2 separate regions of the Rattus norvegicus genome follow, and region 2 is linked to region 1. The links are chromatin contacts, called in public Hi-C maps. All regions are on one chromosome and are shown on one strand. The core of a region is the stretch at or near the end of the contact, and the rest is flanking DNA. Distances in the headings are between cores, read along the strand shown. Region 1 overlaps Pcnx1 (pecanex 1). Region 2 overlaps Sipa1l1 (signal-induced proliferation-associated 1 like 1).

Evidence for each region. A called contact is a pair of places that touch in the nucleus more often than the background predicts.
Region 2: a contact with region 1 is called in a Hi-C map of liver, with 2.3 times the contacts expected there. The contact joins two enhancer-like sites. A contact is called at or near these places in 2 of 12 Hi-C or Micro-C datasets (the Rat2 cell line and liver).

Annotation. Positions count from the first base shown.
Region 1 is chr6:107,350,025-107,356,124 of GRCr8, reverse strand. It overlaps Pcnx1 (pecanex 1), which reads right to left. Exons shown (of 36, transcript NM_001170347.1): 6 at 3,486-5,198. Among named protein-coding and RNA genes, the nearest start is that of Pcnx1, 56 kb to the right of the region's middle. Within about 2 kb of position 4,679, at least 10 of the 93 cell types and tissues checked have an H3K27ac peak or open chromatin away from gene starts, as enhancers often do. A contact at or near this core is called in liver, where this site is marked.
Region 2 is chr6:107,839,926-107,845,812 of GRCr8, reverse strand. Sipa1l1 (signal-induced proliferation-associated 1 like 1) reads right to left here. Exons shown (of 25, transcript NM_001389245.1): 23 at 1,421-1,535. Among named protein-coding and RNA genes, the nearest start is that of Rgs6, 150 kb to the left of the region's middle. Within about 2 kb of position 2,437, at least 1 of the 93 cell types and tissues checked has an H3K27ac peak or open chromatin away from gene starts, as enhancers often do. A contact at or near this core is called in liver, where this site is marked.

The DNA of each region.
Region 1 (6,100 bases), core at 3,430-5,929:
GATCCTGCTCTGAGAAATGAAAGCTTACACTCGTCATGTGCACAGAGTCCGCAGAACAATTCAATTCTGATGAAAGCAGTCCCATCTGTGCCAACATTCTAAGTGGCCATTCTGCTTCCAATAAGTCAACAAACAGTGGACAACAAGACCAGCGGCTGTGTTGAGCGGCAGTGTTTGCATGTTCTCACTGCTATTGTCCATACTCTCAGCAGCCAAGCAAACAAAACTGGATAGATGAAACACTGCCGAGACTCGATGACGGGGTGGAGGGTGGCTCAGCGGTTCAGAGTGCTTGCTGCAGGGGACCAGAATTCAGTTCTGAGAGCTCAGCTCCAGGGATTTCTCTAAGTTCATACACATGAAATAAAATGCAGGACTTAAAAACTCTTATGTATGTGTTTTTATTTTTAAAATATTAGTAATAGAGACATGCCTTATAATTATAAAAATTAAGTACAAAGCAAGATGCCAATAAAAAAATTTTGGTATGAACTTAAAATTTTTCACCTAAGCAATTGCAGACAATTATTAGTAAGACTTGACATTGCACAAAGAACTCGATTAACAGTCGGAGGTCTTAGAGCAAACACAGCAAGCTGGTGATGCCGTGCCACAGCACACGGGCCATAGATTTCAGTGAGCAAACCACCGTGGTACGGCTGCATACCATAAAGTAAGTTATACGGCACATCTCTGCCAAAAAGGCCAAACTACATTAACAGATAGGCTACTAAACACATTATTCTGTTAGCACTGAGTAGGAAATTGAAGATACGGGTATCATTTGTGTTGTTACTATTGTCAAGTTTCACATCTCTAATTTATTTCAACAGATCCCTACATCCTTGTATTCAACTGTACTAACAGGGTTACACAGGGCAGGACACATCTCTGTAGCATAGCAAACTGGCCTGCTTCCCAAATGCAGCAGCACTATTAGACATCTACCACATGCTAAGCATGTCGGAGGCATCACATTTGAACCCCTTTGTCTTTCACTGTAACACAGGTACTGTGGCCACCGCATCCTCAAATGATAGCGCAGAGGCCTAATGAAGATAAGTGGATCTCTGAGGGTAACATCTACTACAGTGAAACCTGTAGACTAATAGGCATGTGGGTTCTGGGCTACATCAGCTCTACTGTTGGTCATTTTATTATAAAACTTCCAAGTACACTTTCAAAATTGTATCCCATTACCTACTAACACCATTCACCATAATAATGGAGTAAGCTTTTAAAGAACTTATCAATACTACCAAATCCACTGGGATTAGAATTTACTCATGGTTTTATGTCCAATCAAGTAGAGGGTGAGAGAGAGAGAGAGAGAGAGAGAGAGAGAGAGAGAGAGAGAGAGAGAGAGCGCGCGCGCCTGTGTGTGTGTGTGTGTGTGTGCGTGTGTGTGTGTGCGCATGCACACGCGCACACGCATGTGTTTATATGGTGTGGCAGTAGCAGTATGTGTTGTCATGTTTCTGGAGGACAACAGACATGACAGAATGGACAGCCCAGACACATCACTCTTGAACTGCCAGAAGAGACTGTAACAATGATGCCCACATCACAGGCGCTGAAATCCTGTCCGTTTTAAATCGGCTACCAGCTTTCTGGCAGTTCAACCGAAGCACAGCAAACCTCCGTACTGAGGTGTAGTGGAAACGACATAATCTCCAACACATCTAAGTCATTTGTTTTGTTCTGATTTTCACTCTAAGCCAATGAAAACAAATAGAAGAAAACATAGCAGGACCCTCTGTTGACAAAAGTCTTTTCAACTTCCCACATACTAGGGAATTTCTTGAACTAAACTGAGATTTTTTAAATTTAGTTCACTGTTTTATTATTAATCTTTAAAGGATATTTTAAAAGATATAAACAAAAACATCTGGACTCTGGAAGTATGAGGACTACGGTCATAGAACTGCATGAAAAAGCAAATACTTCTTCCCGTGCACTTTGTGAAACCACCAAACAAAACAAAAGAGGAAAAGCCACATCTGCTGTGGAAGGATATGACCCAAATGTGCGGAGACAGACTCACCACAGCACATCCTGCACAGACACAACACTCACATTTTGGCAATAACGTTTATTACAACAATACTTAGAGCACATGCCTAAGCATAGTCAGTCTCGAATTGTATTTGGCTAACTTAAAGAATTAAGCTATCTTTTAAAACCTAATGGATTCCTTGACACCATAAACAGAAACACACAACAGGGTTTCTCTGAGGAACCTTTATAGTCTTTCAGATCTGTTACAAATAGAGAATGATATCCAGGTCAAAAACTCCTAGAACTACCAAGTGGCCACAACTCTCATCTCTAACATATAGGTTAGAAGACTACCTTGGCAGCTTCTTCACCACTAAAAATAATTTCTTTACATTCTCAATACAAGTTAATTTTTGTCAGAACCTTACCAAAACCAGGAAGAACATTTCCACAATATGACCTTGGAAACAGTCTTGATGAGTCTGGAATTGTTTTGAGATAAGTGTAGACATGTTTGAAAATGTCTGCATAAACAGAACTTTATCACAGCAAATGACAACAACCTTTATATCACAGACACCTGTGTGCCAACATCAGGAGGCCTCATTCTCATTCTAGCAAAACAGGCAACCTGCCTGGGTAGAAAATGGGAAAACACCTGCAAAAAATGGCCCATTACACACTGACACAGTACTACACCACCTATCCAACTCAGTACAATTCCCCCCAAATCATGGAATCACTAAGTTATTACTTTACCCAAACACCATCACCAGGGATACCATGACAACTATTAATGGATTAAAAATGCTAATATGGCCAGATGGGATGCTGCACTCCTTTAATCCCAGCACTTGGGAGGCAGAGGCTGACAGATCTCTGAGTTTGAAGACAATCTGGTCTATGTAATGAGTCCCAGGCCAACCAGGGCTACACATTGAGATCCTATCTCAAAAACTAAAAAACAAATAAACACAAGATAAAATGCTAATTAATATAAACTATAAACTTCTAGTGAGTTTAACTTTAAAGGACAGTGTGAAATTATAGGAATTTTTTTCCTTAATATCTAAAGCTTGAACTGAGAGAAAAGCAGAGAAATAGATAAGAACTGGCTATCTGAGTCCACGCTGGAGCTACAGCAGCGTTTGGAAGTCTCGTGACGGGTGAGCGTCCGCCTCTGAAGCTCAGCAGCTCACTGTGAGTCATGGCTGTGAGTGGCTGGCCACCCTACTACAGTTGTGAGACTGTTGGTATTGTACAGAGGATGAGAAATAACTGGGTGATCACTAGCACAACTAGCTTAGAAAAGGGAGGCAGTCAAGAATAAGCTGATGTGTCCAGTAAGACAGCTGGACCACTGGAGACCACCATGTTCACTGAAAGAAGTGTGCTTTCCTGGTACAGAGAAACCGTGCTCTCTGAAGGTTCTAGTAGACTATTGTGAGCAACAGTGTCAATCCATAGTCGTCCCATAGCTTACTCACCTCCAGTGGCTGCATCTTGCTCCTCCCCTTCAGGAAATGCAACCTGGCTTGGCAAACTATTCCTGGACCGTGTGACCGTCTCTAACTGGGAAGCCCGGCCCAGCAAAGACAGCTCATCCAGCACCTCTCCCTCTTTGGCCTCAAGATCTGACTTTGAAGTGGTTAAGGGCTTTATACTGTCCGGTGCCAGCAGCCTGTTTGAGTCATTCAAACAGGCCACAGTGCCACTATCCAAGCTCAAAACCCGAGCCCGTGTCTTGGCGCTATGTGTGCTGGAAGTCCTCCGAGATGCCCTCTTTTTGGCTGTTCCCTCAGGGCCTGGATGAGCTCTGTGCGTGTGGTCTGAGTCTGTGCCCCGGTCCTTATGGCCATGTTTGGTCTTGAGGGCACTGTATTTGCCCTCAGGAGACTGGCAGGAATGAGAAGTGGCACTGGAAGAGCTATCACTGCTGAAATGGTGAGCAGAATGAACACTGGGTGCTCTGCTCAAGTCGCTTTGATCACTAGAGTCCTCGTCATGACAAAATATAGCACTGTGCGGCTTGGTTCCAGAAACTCCTCGAAAGGAAACATAGTCCCTATGGCGACTGGAGTCAAAACTGCTGGCCCGTTTCTTTCCTGTGCGCCTCCTGCCTGGTTTATGGGCAGAAGTTGTCCGGTGGATTAAGCTGGAGGATTTGGGTCGGACGTCTCCTTCCTTCTGCTTCCCACCATCGTCTTTACAAACTTTGGAGTCTGTGGAAAGGCTGGGCTTCTCGCCCTGCTCCTCTTTGCTCTCTGCACTTTGCTCAGGCGGCCTGTCCCCGGGGACAGTGAACTCGTTCGCATGGGGGTTTTTATTGGCATCTTCTGATGCAGAGCTGCTGGGAGCAACCTGGTCAGGCTTCTCCTCAGATGCCTGAGCGTCTGGGGCCTCGGGAGGCCCAGCAGGTGTGCTCCCCTCTAGGGCAGTCTTGTCACTGCTAGTCCTTCGGTCAGTGGCCCCGTGGCACCTCTCTTCCGCTGACTCGGCACAGCCCTCCTTCCGGGCACTCTTGTCTCCCACTTTAGGAGACTCATCGTGCTCAGACAAGATGCTCTCTATGTGAGTGGAGCTGGTCTGCTCGCTTTTGTAGCTGCTGAGAGTACTGTTGGTGTCCCTGTCGGTCCCACTGCAGTAGCTCTCTGTGGACCCACTACTCCGTGTGCTCAGGCTCCTGAGGCTGTCCACACTCTTTTCAGCATTCAACGCCCTGCTCTTCCCACACTTGGTGGGTGGTTGAGAGTAACTTTTTCTCCGGTCAGCGGCAGGCTGAGATTGTGCAAGAGGGCAGGACTGCCCCACTAAGGACTCTCTGGTGCCTGAGTGAGGCTTAGATGAGTCTAACTCAGTAACTGGGTCTAACCCCCGTCTCTGCTGCTGTTGGTAAAGAGGGAGGCCACTCAGTGAGGCGTCAGGGAAAGCCACGGCAGAGCTGGAAGTGCGTGGCACTCCTCGTGGCCGGTGCTCCTTCCTATAAGAGTGTGAATGTAAAGGTACAAGAGAAGCCACTTCTGTGTCACAGGCACTGCACAGTGACTGATCAACACGGTGGTGCTGGCTATGGCTTGGCAGGCTCACTTTGTCACTGAAGTCCCTTGGTAAGTCCTGTCCACAAGAGGACAAGGATGGCTGAATAGAAACGAAGGAGTCATTGGAGACCAGGCGGAAGAGCTTGCGATCAGTTGCCAAATCTGTGACAAACACAGTTAAAGATGTTAATACAGATACACACCGGCTTCTCTACGAGTTAAGACAGAGAAGAACTCACAGTGTATAGAGGTAAGTGTAAGCAATCCTCAAGCAGAGCGTTGGACAAGCTGATTAGTCAACCCAGAGAGCTGGTTTCTGTTTCAAAACTGCACAAAGAACCCATCCTAACTGAATTTTCAAGTCATTTGAGTTCTTTCAAAGGCTTCAGAAAAAGTTCCAGAGTGCGTGTGTGAGTACGTGCATGCGTGTGTGAGTGCCTCTCTTTCTCTGTGTGTGTCTGTTCTCCCCTCTTCCTTCCCTCCCTCACTTTAGAACAGGGTCTCTGTATTTAACCTAGGCTAGCCTTGAACTTCAGATCCTCCTGTCTCAGCACCCCAAGTCTACAATTTCAGGTGTGTGCCAGCATAGCCTGCCGCAAGTTCTATTTCTAACTTACAAATAGGTAACCTTGGGTTACAATAATGAGCCTTTGTTTCTTCATCTAAAAGATGTGTGACCAAACTTATCAAGTAGCAGGCAGGAAATACTGAATTTATCTACATATATATGTATTTCAAAAACAAAATTAGTAGTAACTGTCATTATTGTGCCTAAGGAAATACTTTAATTCTTTTGAAACACTAATAAGATTACTTTACAAACAAACAAAAACCTAGAATGGGGCCTCCAAAATGCTGTAGTGGGCTAAGTTCTTACTGCACAAGCCTGGCCACCTGAGTACACGCCAGGAGCATGAAGAGGGAGGAAGAGACTAACACTACACAGCCTCCACACGGACATCATAGCACATGTGTGTCCACATTACACACACACACACACACACACACACACACACACACACACACACACACACAAAGCACCATCACGCTCATCAGTCACAGAA
Region 2 (5,887 bases), core at 1,188-3,687, 490 kb before region 1:
GACAGGGCCACTAGTGAGTGACACTGACTGGCAAACACCTCAGGCAAAACACCCAAGAGTCAGCAGTGAGTGGATCATAAAGGGGGAATGGTCAGCTGCAACCCACAGTGTGGTACCTCAGGTCAGATAAGGGCTGGGTTAAAGGACAAATGTGCTGAGCAGAACGGAAGCTGTGGTGGGGAAGGACTTGCCTCTCACAAAGCCCTGCAGGGTGCTGGCCCCCAAGGAACCCCAGGAGCTTACCTCAACCCCACAGGTCTTTTAGAATGAACTTGGTGCACTGACAGCATAAAGGTCTGCCTGGCCCATCTTGCCCTCATCCTAGGATCCATAAACTGACCTCCCTCTGGAAGGGTCTGACTCCCATGTTTCAGTGCAGAGCACATCCCAGTGCAGCACTTTCAGACTCTCCTTCTGGGTTGTCTTTTCTCTCTCCACAGTTTTGAGTAGACCGCCACTCAGCTTAACCCACTTGTCCCAATGACAAGAGGGACTGTGGCAACTCTGTGTTACGGTTGAGTAGGAATGAAGTCCGCAGCCCTGCAGATTCGCTCAGAAGTCCTTGGGCAGCAGCCCACTGGACAGTGTAGCTGGTTAGCCTCCCCTCCTTCCCTGTTATCTGCGACTCACTTTTCACATGTATTTGAATATTTACGTATGTGGAACTCATCCATTTTACTGAGGGATACAGGGTCTGAAAATGTAGCCTGGCTGGTCTTTAACTCCTGATCCCCCTGTGTCAGCCTCCAAAGTGTGGAATTACAGGCATACACTACCACACTTGGCTTGCACTCCTTGGTTCCTGACCATCCTCAGAAGGACATGGGCAGGAGTTTCTGGTTGACTGTTCTGCATTCAAGTTCACGGGGTGCTCCCCAGCTGGCCGCTGGGGTGCGAAGGAATACACCATGTTCAGTCCACACCTCGAGCACAGGGACTCGGGGGAAGCGGGACCCTCAGCCGTGCAGTGTAAGTCTCAGTAAGGGTCAGAGTCAAGAGGCTCTGCGCTCCAGCTATTACTGACTTGCTCCATCTTGCAAACACTCTCAGCCAGCCTGGTGCTGTTTTCTAACGCAGCAAGCCAAGCCAGAATGCTGGAAGCTAAGCAAACATGAGCACAGTCACAACACAGCCACAGTGGCGACTCAAATCCAGACTAATAAGCCTCAGGGGCACAGGTGACTTATGATATTAAATAATAAAGAATATTCATAATTTTATCCTTAAGCCATCAAAACCAGTTTAATTGTGTTTACAGTAGCCAGTTATAAAGTGTTCTAACTGAAAGCCAAGTGTCTGGTATTGCGCCCAGCTTCCCTCAGCTCATCCATGGGCCTTCCATCTCCTCTTCGTCACATCTGCCACTACTGGAGGTGACACATGGTGTGTATATTCATGCCCTCAGCAACGGGTGACCAACCTGCTGTACGACTTCATCTGGACCAGGGCCTGCTCCTCTAGCTGGTCGCTGTTGGAGGCCGCACTCAAGGGGCGATGGTTTTCATCACTAGCAGCAAAAAATGAGGCTCTCTGGACTGGAAGAGAAGAAAGAGTGTCAAGCACAGGGTGCACTCCAGGGCCCCTGTCCTGTGATGGTCTGAATATGCTTGGCCCATGGGAGTGGCACTGTTACAGGTGTGACCTTGTTGGAGGAAGTGTGTCACTGTGGGGGTGGGGCTTTGAAGAGCTCCTCCTATCTCAGGTCCACCCAGTGAGAAAAGACTCCCTTCCTGGCTTCCTTCAGATGAAGATGTAGAACTCTCAGCTCCTCAGCACCGTGCCTGCCTAGATGCTGCCATGCTCCCACCATGACGATAATGGACTGAACCCGTGAACCTGTGAGGCAGCCCCAACTAAATATTGTCCTTTATAAGAGTTGCCTTGGTCATGGTGTCTGTTCACAGCAGTGGAAACCCTAAGGCACAGCTGCAAAGTCAACCAGTGGTCAAGTTTAACCAACAGACAGACAGATTATGTTTGGAGTCTAATGTCTCTACCTCCCTTTCCAGGGAGAGATTATGCTCTTTCAGTTTAAGGGACAGTGACAGTGAAGTCTTACTTTTTAAGTAAGAGCCCCTTGAAAAGACAGCTGCTGTGGATCCATTTCTAAACCACTTCCCTACCTATCAAAGCAGGGTTCTAGTGAGGGCTTCTCCAAAAAGAGGACTTGGGCCAAATTATAGACCAGGGGATAAGGATATAAATGCCCTGAAAGCTAAAATTACTAAGCCTCTTGAAACAACTTCTTAAAGGATGCTTTCCCCAAGATGCCTGGCCACTTGGACAGGCTTTAGCACTACGTCCACATCACCTGCTTAGACATACCCCAACTTCACATTTATATGGAGATAGACAGCAAACTGATAAGCCAGGTTAGTGTAGAGAAGCTCTCTTGTGCAATATCTGGAAGTATCAATAAAATGCTGTTGGCCTATTAACTTAGAGGGGAAATAGGGAGAAAGAATTCTGGGACGGAGTCAGCACAGGGAGGATTTGTCCTGAACTCTGAGGAAGGTGGTCACATGAAACTGAAGGGGAGGTAACTAGCCATTTGGCAAGACAGAGAATAAGTGGGATAAATCAATTGTGAGCTAATGGGAACATGCCAAAGCTTTTGGCCCACAAATTTATTCATGGAATGACTCAGTACCAGAATCGTTATTTCAGGGAACAAAGAGGCCAGGTGGAAAAGCCCAAGGTCACAAATGGTGTCCAACGTGGTAGGCATGTAATTCAAATTTAGTCAGAAATCCAAGCTTAAAACAAAGATAGTCTTCTAGCTGGTTGGGGGCAGGAGACTGCAGAGGCCTAGTGCAGGTCCTTTAGAGGTCCCGCTGTGCATTGAGGGCTGGTGACTGGATGGGACGGGGAACAGCTAACCTAGCGGGCGGTGCTGGAGCTGTCCTGAGAGGGCCTGAGGGCACAGCAGCTGCAGCATGGTGCCTCGGTTTCAGAGAAAGTGTGCCCCAGAGAGCTGGGTGGCCCAATAAGGGTCCAGGGGATAGAGCCTGTAGAGGCAGGAGGACAGCTCAGAGAAATGAAGCTTGGGTGTTACATTACTCTGTGAGGTACAGCCAGGAGCCAGAACAGGCAGTAGCCCTCGGTGACCTGGAGCTACCTTCCCAGAACCCGTGAGGATCTGTTCTCCCAGAAGGGCAGATAGCAGCTCCAGCCCAGAACCAACAAGGGTAGCCCACTGAACCAACTGGAGGGGAGCAGAGCCACGAGCCAACAGCCATTGCAAGGTGCTAGCTGAACAGCAGAGAGACATGGTAGATGCCAGACATGTGGAAACCCCAGGAAAAGCTGAAAAGTCAACAGACTTGGTAGGAAACTGGGAAATCCTTAAGGAGTTAGGTATTAAAAAGAAAATATTTTCTATGTTAAAAATATGTTAATATTTTCTGTTAAAATTTTTAACTCATTTGCTATATGATTTTGCTCTGATTATCAACATGCAAATCCATAATGATTATAGTTGTCTATATCCTCTTTAGAAAGATCAGAATAAAACAGACTTAAGAAGACGGAAAGACAGACTAGTAGGCTCAGGTCACAGAAGAGGTTAAAGGGTTCATTAAATCAGAGTAAAGAATCATCACACGAATCCAGTCTGAAGCCCAAAGTGACAGCACAAAAGGTAGTTCCAGGTGAGAAAATCCACAAAAGCTTGAGGAATTAGAATGGCAGCCTATAGAGATGCAATACTCTAAGTTAAGAATCCGGATTCTGCTTCATGATGCTACCTCAGAGCAATGCCATACAACAGATGATGTGTTTCACTGAAGTACATATGTTAATGCATCATACGGTGGATTCGTACTCCGGGTTTCAATGTGCTTTTGCCCTGAGTTCTTAAGGCTGATTCTGAGACTGCACTTATTAGAGGCGATGCCTGTCTTGGAAATGCCTTTCCTGACTGAGCTGCTGATGCTTCCACATGCGTATCCATTAGAACACAACAACTCATTAGACACTATGGCATCGAAAGTGTGACAGATAATTTAATAATCCCACAGGCCACACAATTATGGAGAGATCTACTCATACTTTAAGGGAAATGGTCGTAGACAAGAATGGGAATATAGGATCTCCCAGTGAGAGATTAAATAATGCTTCATTGATTGAAGTTTTTAAAATGCCAACAAAACAGAGAGGACAGCTGCTGAAATCACTGGATTTTTAGAATAGACTAATGAGGTAAAGCAGCATAAATAGGTCCTCATCTCAAAATGGAAGGCAGGAAGTATGTTACATTGGAGAAGAGGATGTGCTCTTGTTTCAATAGAAGAAAAACTATGCATTCTTGCATAATTTTTTTTCTTTTTTTCTTTTTTTTTTCGGAGCTGGGGACCGAACCCAGGGCCTAGCAAGCGCTCTACCACTGAGCTAAATCCCCAACCCCACATTCTTGCATAATTAACAACAATCAGTTATGACAGGGGGACTCACTGAAGATCTTGGCTGCAGACAGGAAAAAAAATTAAGAACAAACCAAGTAAAATATATGCTGATCCTTCTGCACGGGCACAGCTCTGAGACATGGACATGTCTATAGCTGGAACCTCACCAATGCGTAGCCAATAAATCCTGTTGGCTACAAAGTCTTCAAAACTTAGCATGCTATTCTTTTGAATGGCATAGACAGAAATTTATATTACAGCTGGGTTATACAATCTAAACTAACATAAAACAGGCAGATGCCTTACCAGCTCAAACAGAGAGCAGAGTACATTCCATACCTGTGCTAATGCAGAAATGTATAATATAATACCTTTGAAGGTTTATATGCTTGCAAAGCAAAAGGACCAGACACCAAAGAGAAGACAAGTAGCCCAGGTAGACCTACCTAGACTGCCTCAATGCTGCTTCCTCAAAATCTGCGTCCGGGACAATTTTGAGATGGCTAGTAAGATTGTCCAGCATCAGAAAATGTTCCAGCTAGGATTTCAGTTAAGCCCTCAAGTTCTCACCAAGCAGAAAGGATAGCAATTGCTACAGCTCACTTCCTTAAGACTGACCAATACCCTAATTTTTAGGAGGCACCCCCAAAGGAAAATAATGCCCCAAATCAGCAGGAAGCAGTTTTAAGAGAGTGATGTTCCCATTCCCAAGAGGTGAGGTAGATGGTTTTTGGTCTTTCAATGGACAATGGATGTGTATTGTCATTAGGGGGAGGGGGTGGTGCTTACAAACTGTCTTGGACTGGGAGGAAACAAGGTGAGGAAGGTCAGATTCAGGGATTTCCTGTTCTCTTTCTTTTTCTCTCCTATCTGGTGTTAGAGGGAAAAGGAGGAGAAGGGATGAAAAAGAAAAAAGGGGGACTAGGAATAAAGGTAACAGTGGGAATAAAGGGTAGATCATTGAATCTAATGTAAACTGTAGGGCTACTACTAGCCAAAGGACCTACACTGTATCAATCTTTGCAAATTCAAGGTTATATTTGGTTATGACATCCTATGTATCAACTCTTTTTAAGGTACTGTACCTCCGTAATCCTGAAAAATGCAATGTTAAGTTCTAATCCTTTTAAAAAGCTATTACAAACTCTTTGGGATAATTTAGAGATGCAAGTTAATAGACAATTAAACTCACGGCCATGTTAGATACTAGTTTAGTTAGGTATAGAAGTATGTTTTCAAGGTTGAACAGATAGTAAATAGCTAGAAAAAAAAAGCAATGTTTGCCATTCAGATATAGATAGTTTTCAAAAACATCAAAGATCTACAGAATATGATATTGAAAGATGCTTTATTAATGGAAGGCTTTTTCTTTTTCTTTTCTTTTCTTCTTTTTGACAATAAGACAGGTCTGCTCCTGGTAGCACCCCCACTTTACTTCAAAGAAGCTATGAGTATCAGTGAAGCTCTGTACAGAGTTTGCTTCA